2 separate regions of the Mus musculus genome follow, and region 1 is linked to region 2. A link is a contact called in public HiChIP or PLAC-seq data. All regions are on one chromosome and are shown on one strand. The core of a region is the stretch at or near the end of the contact, and the rest is flanking DNA. Distances in the headings are between cores, read along the strand shown. Region 1 overlaps Akap13 (A kinase (PRKA) anchor protein 13). Region 2 overlaps Sv2b (synaptic vesicle glycoprotein 2 b).

The links. HiChIP or PLAC-seq counts read pairs in DNA pulled down with a chosen protein or histone mark.
Region 1: a contact with region 2 is called in an H3K27ac HiChIP or PLAC-seq map of large pre-B cells, with 2.8 times the contacts expected there. The contact joins two enhancer-like sites.

Annotation. Positions count from the first base shown.
Region 1 is chr7:75,700,632-75,705,385 of GRCm38.p6, reverse strand. It overlaps Akap13 (A kinase (PRKA) anchor protein 13), which reads right to left. Exons shown (of 37, transcript NM_029332.1): 17 at 847-1,021. Among named protein-coding and RNA genes, the nearest start is that of AU020206, 79 kb to the left of the region's middle. Within about 2 kb of position 3,440, at least 123 of the 459 cell types and tissues checked have an H3K27ac peak or open chromatin away from gene starts, as enhancers often do.
Region 2 is chr7:75,293,977-75,299,300 of GRCm38.p6, reverse strand. All of the region lies in intron 1 of Sv2b (synaptic vesicle glycoprotein 2 b), which reads left to right. Among named protein-coding and RNA genes, the nearest start is that of 1500012K07Rik, 12 kb to the left of the region's middle. Within about 2 kb of position 3,635, at least 41 of the 459 cell types and tissues checked have an H3K27ac peak or open chromatin away from gene starts, as enhancers often do.

The DNA of each region.
Region 1 (4,754 bases), core at 2,191-4,690, 410 kb before region 2:
CACGCCTTTAATCCCAGCACTTGGGAGGCAGAGGCAGGCGGATTTCTGAGTTCAAGGCCAGCCTGGTCTACAGAGTGAGTTCCAGGACAGCCAGGGCTACACAGAGAAACCCTGTCTCGAAAAACCAAAAAATAAAAAAAAGGGAAAAAGAATCGAAAAGACCAATATGACATGACATGCAAGTCAGTATCTATAAATGGAAATTTCCTAGAATGAAGCCTTTTTTGTTGATATATCTATGGCTGCTTTTTGTGTTGCAATGGTAAATGAAGTGGCTGTGACACAGATACTGGTTATCTAAGTCCTACACCAGAAGCACGGAGCATATGTGCACATGCAGACGCTCTCAGCTGGTAGCCATCATGATTTAATGCTGGCAAAGTGCTGGATCATATTCCAAAAGGCCAGATTTAAAAGTAAGCACACAAGGGCTGGGAAACAGCTTAGAAGGAAGATTGCTTCTCTACACCAGGCCCTGAGTTTGAATCTCTAAATTGCATGTGCACGCGTGCATGCGTGCTGTGTGTATATGTGTGTGAAGCATAAAAATAAGTGTGTAGGGTCTGACAAAGAACCTGAGGAGCTTTAAGGCTCAAGACTTTGTGTTGCTTTGATTTGCCAGATTTCTTTCAATTTATAAGCGCAGAATCTGAAACTAGAGATGCTTGAAAAAAAATACAGCCTGTATGTTACATAATTAAAATTCGAAGAAAAAACACACACGCGTTACTTCTCCACACAAATGAGGAACAGATCAGGGGTGGGATGCACAGGAAACTAGAAACAAACCAGCTTTTGTGAGGCAAGAGAGCCTCCTCTGACTGGAGAGAGGAGCATGTCTCTTACCTGCACACGTGTAGGCGTCCTTGTTGGTAAAAGGCTTCATGCACTGGCTGCAGCTGATGGGACCCACAATAGGAATGGGGCTGAATGTGTGCCCGTTAAGAGTCTTTTTATCTTTTTCCTTCTCTTTAGAGTCTTTCTCTTTCTCCTTAATTTTATCCTTCTCCTTTTCCTTTTCCTGCCAAAGAAAAGAATCAACAGTTAACTGAGCACTGGAAGGAAGGCCTGCCCCTTACCTGGACACACAGATGGCACGTGGTCAAGGAAGGGTGGTGGCTATTGTGGACAGAAATGAGGAACAATGCCTGGGCAACATTTTATCAATTTTCAAACATTGGAGATCCCATTTGAAACACAAGTTCTGAGCCATGGGCTGTCTATATTAAGAAACAAGGGGCAGAGCCTACAGAGGAAGAGCTTGGTAAGGTGTAGCATAGTCCACACAGGGCACACTAAATTTAGGGTCAGTCTAGAAGGGGAGCTATGGGATGGGAACAAGGGAGGATAGCAATTCTGGATCAGCTTGAAGGAGAAAAACAATGTCATGCAGTTTAAAAAGTTCTGAGAGGTTCTTCTTTAAGTTTTACAAAATACATTTATGTCCCTGAGGAACGATGACATTTTCTTCCTTTCTCTAATCAGAACTATTAAATAACCCCGCATATACTGTTTTTTTACTAATTAGAACTCAGTAGGTTACCAGATATTAATTTTGGTTCAGTGTTCAAATGGTGACAGACAGGCCAGTGAGAAGAAGGTAGAGGACTGCACAGAGGTTAGGAATAAAGGCAGTTCTAAGTTCTACTTATGGTGGGGCTGAGAGGAAGTTATTTCTCTGAGCCCTAGTCATTTCATTTGCAAATGGGACAGGTGTCCACTTATAGTTTTGCTCTAAGTAACATTTAATACATATAATAAATACCTCACTGAAAATGAGTGTCACCAGTGTATTAACTCTCCCAAAACAACACAAAACCACACTCTTTTGTAGTGAAGGAAGGACATTTTGACTTGTGGCAGGAGACAATAGGCCAGGAGCAGTTTCAAGGGTGCTGGTGCAAAGCATGGAAGAAGAGAAGTACAGAAAGACAAGAGGCCCTGCCAGGAAACTTGCCCAGACCTCCTTCTTTGTCTCCTCAAGCTGATTACTACAGCACCCATTTCCTCTCAGAAGACTGGGCACCCAGGGTAGGGAATCCCCAAGATTAAGGGAATAATTCCCTTACAAATTAACTAGACCATGAAGTGCTACAATTCATAGAGGTGAATTTTACCTACAGTTATATACTAGGACTATAATCGAAAAAAAAAAAAAAAAACCCAGGAAGTGAGCTTCTCAGAGTGAGTGACCATGACAGTGTCTAACTCTGTGACTCATCCGTGCTACCTGTAGAGGTTATGGACATAGACTCAGTTGGCAAGAGGGCATCATGCTCCCCGCTCTACTACAGAGAGGACAATGCATGACACTTAAGATAATGAATGGCTACTATGTGTCAGGCTCTGGGAATGAGTAACTCACATGTATTTTCTTAAGACAGGGCACTGTTCTAATTATCTCCATTTTATATTTAAAGAGACTGAGGCTTAAAGATGACTAATACTTTTTTTTTTTTTTGGCGCCCAGAGCAGGAACTGTTGAAGCTGCAGTTGATGCAGTCTGGGATCACTAAAGCTCAGCTCTCATCCACCACACTTACTGTAAAGGGCTGGCAATCTCCCTTGAGTTGCAAAGGGTCACAGAGCAATCATCAGTAACAAATAGGAACTCAAACTGTCTGATTTTCTAAAGTTCAGAACCCACCCAATATTATGAAATGGGCTGTTTGTAAAATCTATGATTCATGTGAAACTCTCCCTTAACAGAATACATGGAGCACCCCCCCCCTCAAAAGCCAAACCGATGCATGTTAAAACTTAAAAAAACCCCAAAAAACAAAAAACAAAAACCACAACAAAAAACACCAAACAGAAAGGACAGGGGAAAACCACCTTACAAAACAGGAAACTCTTCTGAACAGAAATTAGTAACTGCTAAAATGCATAGAACCTGATTCTGAATCACCACACCTTGAGCACAGCCCTTTTAGCGAGTTTTTTGCTGCAAATTTCTCTGAGTAAATTGTTAAGTTAAAACTATTTTTTTTTTTTTTTGGCTTGACCGTTAAAAGCATACACCAATGGTTAAAAAAAAAAAGCAAACAGCACAACTTTCTAGGCCAGCTAGGTGAGCCTCTGGCGAACTGTAATGTTCCTCAGATCTGAATAATCCATGTTCTCATCCTTTACAGTAATCCAGATGAGTTCCTCCAAGAACAAAAACAAAACAACAAACTACACATGGCCTCCCCCTGCTGTAACTCAGTGCTTTGAAGAAGTCAGGCTCTTACCTGCCCATGTTTTAGTCCCGTGAATCTCACGGTTATGAGAGGAACTTCGGGAAGCCGACCCCATTTTACTGACATGATTTGACCCCCATGCCAGGAAATGTCCTCTCACAGAAGATGCTCATGCCGGCAGGCAGACAGCTCACAGCTACCATTAGCAAAACGGTAAGAGGAAGCCAGAGAGTGGTTGAGAAAGTGCATAAGGGGAGGGTTGAGGCTGCCTGCTTCCTTGAGACAGTCTTAACTATTTGAATGCTGCTGGTAAAGCTAACCACTCTACCCTGAAGAACACAGGAAATGAAAGAAAACTGAAGTAACTCTCAAATACATGTGCGGACAGCATTTGCATTGTAGTATGGGAAATATGGCAAGGATCAAGGCCACACTAATACTGTAAGTTAAAAAGCACATCTCCTAAAAAACATATTCCTAACTGCATAAAAAAGCAATGTTGGTTTTTTTGTTTGTTTGTTTGGTTTTTTGAGACAGGGTTTCTCTGTATAGCTCTGGCTGTCCTGGAACTCACTTTGTAGACCAGGCTGGCCTCGAACTCAGAAATCCGCCTGCCTCTGCCTCCTGAGTGCTGGGATTAAAGGTGTGCCACCACCACGGCCAGCTAGCAATGTTTTATAAGAAGATATTTTAGAAAAGTTGACAATGGTAAAATGGTAATTGGTTATTATTCTTAAATTTAATATGTCTATATTTAACTATTGCTAACATGCTTTAACTGTACTGTGGAATAAGAATCCAATGACATTTAAAAATGATGAGACTGGGCACAATAATACTAGGGTGCTATGCAAGAAACTTGGTTTTCACTTTCTTAATCCTATCCTTTTAGAAGGTAGGGTATTCTGTGAGCATGAAAACCAAATGTGATTAGGCATCTTGGGAAATTCTTTCATATACAAGGCACAGAAACTCGGAATTGGGTCTGAATGGCTCACTATAACGTTAACTAAGGTATCAGCTGGCGAGAAAGTCCTTTTTAGTCAGAGAACTTTTGAGTCATACTAGGAACTGGTTTAAAATGTGTCTTGTGTCTTGAAGCTGTCCTTGTAAAAACGAGAGCTTAATAGAAAAAGACAATCAGTGGCGTGAAGACCACTCTCTTCGTGAAGGCAACAGTGTGTATGTATCCAAGGACCTTAATACATGTATAATACACACAATTTACTCAGCAGGAAACAGAACTACTGCTCAAAGACAATACGACAAAAGAGAAACTGCCCATCTTCCTCTTACGCTTCCTGTTTAGGGCTCCTAAGCTTCTGAAAAGCATTCCGTCTATACATCTGCAACGTCTGCATGTTACAGCTGACTCAAAGGTTATGTATGCAGGACTGATAACTAAATTCCTTATATAATAAAAACTATACACAGAAAAACTTGGCACTATTGGGCAACACATATTGTCTAGGAGTGTGAAACATTTGCTGCCTAATAGCTAACTTTGGCTACTCAGAGAGTCCAAAGAGTGTTGGCAGTCACAGCTTAACATGTGGGATAACAAACTCAAGT
Region 2 (5,324 bases), core at 2,386-4,885:
GGAGCTCCTGATCTGAACCCTGGAGGACTCAGGGACATTGCACTGCTATCCCTGGGATGATATATTGAGATGACTCAGACCCAGGGAACCTAGGTTTCCATCTGGGCTCTGCTTCTTATTCATATAGTAAGTCATGTGGCAGCCTTGAGCCTCAGTCTTTCAATCAGAAAAATAGGAATAATGGTGGACTTACCTGCCCTGTAGAACACGGGGAAGAAGGTGTGAGTTCATTCGTACGGAGGTCTAGAGAAGGCCTTACTGCTTCATGAGTGCACACAAAGGAGTTTCCCCGGAAGTTCTTCTAGTTTCAAAGTCATTGCTGTGTGTGTGTCAAGTAGGAAAAAACTCAAGGGCCACTGTACCATGCAGAATAACTCAGTTTTCTGTCCCTCAAAAATGGCCCTTTGAATCCTTAGCTCTCCAGCCACAGGTTTGGCTATGTGCGACCTGAGTGGTTCACGAGTTTAATTTGGCCTTGATCACAGACAGCCATTCAGAGAGGAAGCAATAGCCCTGACCAAGCATGGTGGCTCATTTGGTGAAGCGTTAAGTCAAAGATCCTGGAAAATACTTAACAAAGAAAAAGAAGCTCCTAGAACATCACTGCCCGGGATGGGTGATATGGAAATACCCAGGTGCTCTGTTTGGAGCAGTGTGGGAGAGGGGCGAGCTTCATCAGTGCCTCCCAGAACACTGACCTTTAAAAAGGACGTGCTGATTCATAAGTTTATAGTGGGGCCTGACTGTTCTGTATTCTAGAGAGGCAAGGACTAGCACCGGGTGGGTTTATTTCCCAACCACCTGGATTGTGTGGTTCTCCCCATGCTGTCTGAATCCTTACCAATTGGGGGCTTGAGCTTGCTCTCTTTCTCTCAGACAGTTTAATTATACTGAAACCACATTATAGGCATCCAGGAAACCAGGAAGAGGAAAGGCCATCCATAACTCCCATTGTACAGCTAAGCACACTGCATTCATTTCTCTACTCAGAACTAACCATATTGACTATTTGCTTCTGGAGCCTGTGACAAATACTGGCAAATTGGTCATCAGAAACCTTTCCTTCCATATCCTGACTATGCAGACTGCATCTTCCAGCATCACTTCAGGTGGGCGTGGCCACCTTATAGTTCTTTTGTTGGATTGAGAATGGACATGAGAATGGCTGGACCACTGATTGGCCCTGGAAAGGGCTGAGTCAAGTTAAACAGTTGACATCACCCACTGACACCTTTGTCATGACTAGTATGATTGCCACCAGCACAGAGTCTGGAGCTTCATAAACAAGTTTTTTGCAAGCTTATGGCCATACATGGCAGAAAAGTCCTACTATGTTTCTTCTTCACACAGAGATTAAAAAAAAAGTTACAGCTGAGATCACTCAGGCTTCCTGCTCTTTAGAAATGCTTTAAATTTAAATAAGGACATAATTAAGGCCTGGGAATATGGCCCAGCAGTTAAGAACACTGTTTTCTGTTCCAGTGTATCTAGGTTCAGTTCCCAGCACCCACATGGCAGCTCACAACTGTCTGAAACTCCAGTTCCAGGGTCTTTCTAGATATTCTGAGAGTACATATACCCTCTCAAGAGACCAAAATCCAGCACCCCCTTTTCTTTCTCTCACTGTTTCTCCTACAAAATGTTGGGAATGTTCTAGAATTTTCTATCATTTTGAAATCAAGAGCCTTTCCATGATACTTACTGGCTACATAACCTCATGCCCAACCTTTAACTGCTCAGTCTCAGTTTTCCCACTTGTGGACTGGCCACTGTAAGATCTGCTTCCTGGGCTTGTGGGAGAACCCTGAAGGAGATGATGGTATGGAGTACCGAGTGATGCACACAGCTTACAACAGGAGCATTCCCATTGGTTTCAGAGTTGAGACTGCCATCTTGGCTGCTTTCTTAGGTCAGATGTCTGACGTGGTTGCTGGCACATGGTGCATGTATGCTTTATTTATTTAGTGCTAGACATGGAGAACCTTGAGTGTGTGTGTTTCAAAGGAGGATCAATGAACTCTGGGTTGGAGAATTTAGGAAGGCAGTGGAGGGACAAGGAGAAGATCCTGACAATCTCACCCCTTAGCTTTTAGGAGCTGATTAAACTATGAGTTTACTAACAGCCAAGAGAGAAAGAACATAAGATGAGAAGCCAGTTTGAGAGAAGGCGGGGTGTATTCTGTGTCTCATGTGTTCTTGGGGTCGCTCTATATTTGGATGGTGACTGTCTTAGCTGAGGTTAATCCTCTTTGTTCCAGTCATCAGCCAAGGGATTAACTGCTTTAAACTCAAAGCTTTAGTGGCCCCACAATGTGAGCTTTGTTTTGCCGATGCCCGAGATTCAGGGGGTCAATTTCTGCTGAGCTAACACACAAGGCCCCTTTGTGGGCATTGGTCCTAGTTCCTTCGTGCTAGGGAGAAAGAGACGGAGGGGCTAAGAGGGGAAGTGATTTACTACTCCTGGGCAGATTTACGACCCAGAATTCCTGGCTTGAAATTCTCTACTTTGTACTGCCCTGGACTTCTGTGAAGGAGTTAGGTCAAGAACCATTGCTGAGTGAGCAGAGCAGTGACTCTATGGGAAGAGCCTTCACTGGTGTGAATCCCTTACTGTGTTCTAGCAACGTCTCAGTATGTCGATGAACAATCTAGGCGGCTGCCTCACTAATAGATAAGCTGTTTGGAAGCACACAGAAGGGACAACCTCCACCATGATTTTTTTTTTCTAGGTTTGTTGTGATTAAGATTCATCTCTGGGCTAAGAAAACTCTGCCTGGCCTAGTTGGGACCCACACCTACACCAAAATGTCAAAATGTGAAAAGCCCAAATTGCCTGTGGTGAGAATAGGGGGGGACGTTCTTCAAAGGAAGCTACCTAAGAAGAGCACATGGTTGCTAGGTAGGCAAACCCCACAGATATTTGCCACACTGAGCAGACTCCTTCAGCTGCAGTAAAGTTCATGGAACATTAGCTTCGTGGGAGAGCATCGTAGCCTTCCAGAGTCTGGCCATTTTCTCCAGCTCTCCTCCATTACTTAGGAGCTGAAGTGTTCACAGCTATCTTGCTTACTCTAGGATTGCATTAAAAAACTAAAATGCACAGAAGCAAAAAAAAATGCAGATTTCCTCCCTAAATTCCTTTACCTGTATTATGTATGTACATTGTATGCATGTATGTATGTACATATGTTTGTTTGTATGTATTTACTGTTTATTGATGGCCCATTGTGCCAGATGCTGGAATTAGTGGCAGGCAGAGAAGATGTGATCCCTGTTCTGAGGGGGTATATCACAGCTTAGTAAGTTGTAAGGCATCTTTGCCTATGTATATAAAACACACACAAACATTCTTAATATTAATTGTTTATCCTGTTGTTCAGTATGGCAAGCTTATTTATAACTAGATGCTTGATTACTATGCATCAGGGTGCTGACCCCACTCAAAGGAAGAGGAGTGTCTGCATCACACTGAGTTACTTGGCGGATGAGCATGACTTTGCACATTCTCCCTGGACGTAAGAGTACATTGGCAATGGAAGAGTAAAACTCCATCCTGGGACCATGCTGCTTGCCACTCTGTCCCTCTGAGGCTGGGAGAGTGGGTGGCCCTCATTTGTGCTGCTTCTGTTTGCAGGCTGTGAATGGGAGCTGGCACTGCAGGCTGCTTTGTTGTTGTGCGGTGATGTTTGAACACGGGGCAGCATATTGCTTTGCTATTATCAATTTATTTGTGTAATCCCAGCAGCTGGCAGTGGTATAATAACTTTCAAGTGAGAAAAAAAAAACCCTATTTGCTTAGAGAGAATAAAAATAGACAGAGAATGAGGTATGTCACAGATGACAGAATTCACAACGGCAGGATTTTTCTGTGGTTAGAATTCCCAGTGGGGTTTTCAAAGTGCAGAGAAGGGTCATGCTTTTGGAAGGGAAGCCTGTCTTGTCTTCTTTGCATGCACCAACAGAGCTAGAAAAATGGCTTTAGCTCTTGGGATTTGCTCAGGCTGTTGCTGGTGGGGACAAGCAGCCCTGCCTGAGACTGAATCCAGTAGAGTACAGACTTGGGTAGTAAAGTGCCATCCTTTGCCCTTTCCACCTCGTTGTTCTTCCCCTATGGTATGATGTGTTGAGTCTTCAGAAATATGGCCTTATTATCAACTAGTCCTGATGGGCAGCCAGAAGCAATGTCAGAAGCCTATATTAATTTAGAGACCTCTGGGGTCTTACTGACCAACAATTCAGAGGGAGGGGCCCCATGCCTACCACTGGGATTCTTGTTCAACAATCTGTGGCTTTTGGGAGGAGAATTATCCACCTGTGCAGGGTGCTTAACTTCAAGCTTCCTTTTGTTAAATTATGCTTTTAATTAGCTCTCCATATGGGTTTCAGACATCTGAAGCTTTGGCTAACTCTCCCAATCCCTCTCCTTTCCCTATGCCTGTTTAAATCTTCCCACCTCCAGAGACCTCTCTCCCTATAGTGATATCACATGTGCTATCTTCCCTCCCTTAAGAACCTCATTTAATCTTCTTTTTCTAGTTTTCTTGCCACCATATACACTCCAAATTAAACACACAAATCTGAAAATGTGACAGGAGGATTTACATTTGAGAGAGAACATTTTTTATTATTGTTGTTGTTTTGCTGAGTCTGTGTTAGCTCACTTAATATTTTCCATATATATATATATATATGTGGGAGATATATATATATATATATCTCCCACATATTTTATGCTTTTGTTATTTATGGCTGAGTATCATTTCATTGTGTACATAGAGAACACATTTTCTTTTGAAAAACTTTTTATTGATTCTTTGTGAATTTCACATCCTTCACCCCAACCCCACTCACCTCCTTGTCTCTTCCTATGCGCTCTTTGCCCTTGCTACCTCCCCACCAAAAGAAAAAATATCCTCCTTGTGGAATCTGTAGTGTGTGACAACAGTGTGTCCCACACCATATCTGTTTGTCCACACTTCTTTACTTGCAAATATTCATTGCAATGAGTCACTGGTCTGGTTCAAGACCTCTGTTTCTGCTACACCATCAATACAGGATCCTCACTGAGATTCCTATTGGATACCCTGCTGTTGCCCTGTGTCATGGAGATCCTGCAGCTTTGGATCTGTAGGACCAGCCCCTTCACACACTCCAGCAGTTCATAGAAAAACCCATTTTCTTTATCCATTTGTGCTGGCTAGACACAAACTAGAGTTGTCTGAGATGAGAGATTCTCAATCTAGGAATTACCGACATCAGACTGGCCCGTGGCATGTCTGTGGGGCATGTTATTGATTATTGAGCTGGGCACGCTCAGCCTACTG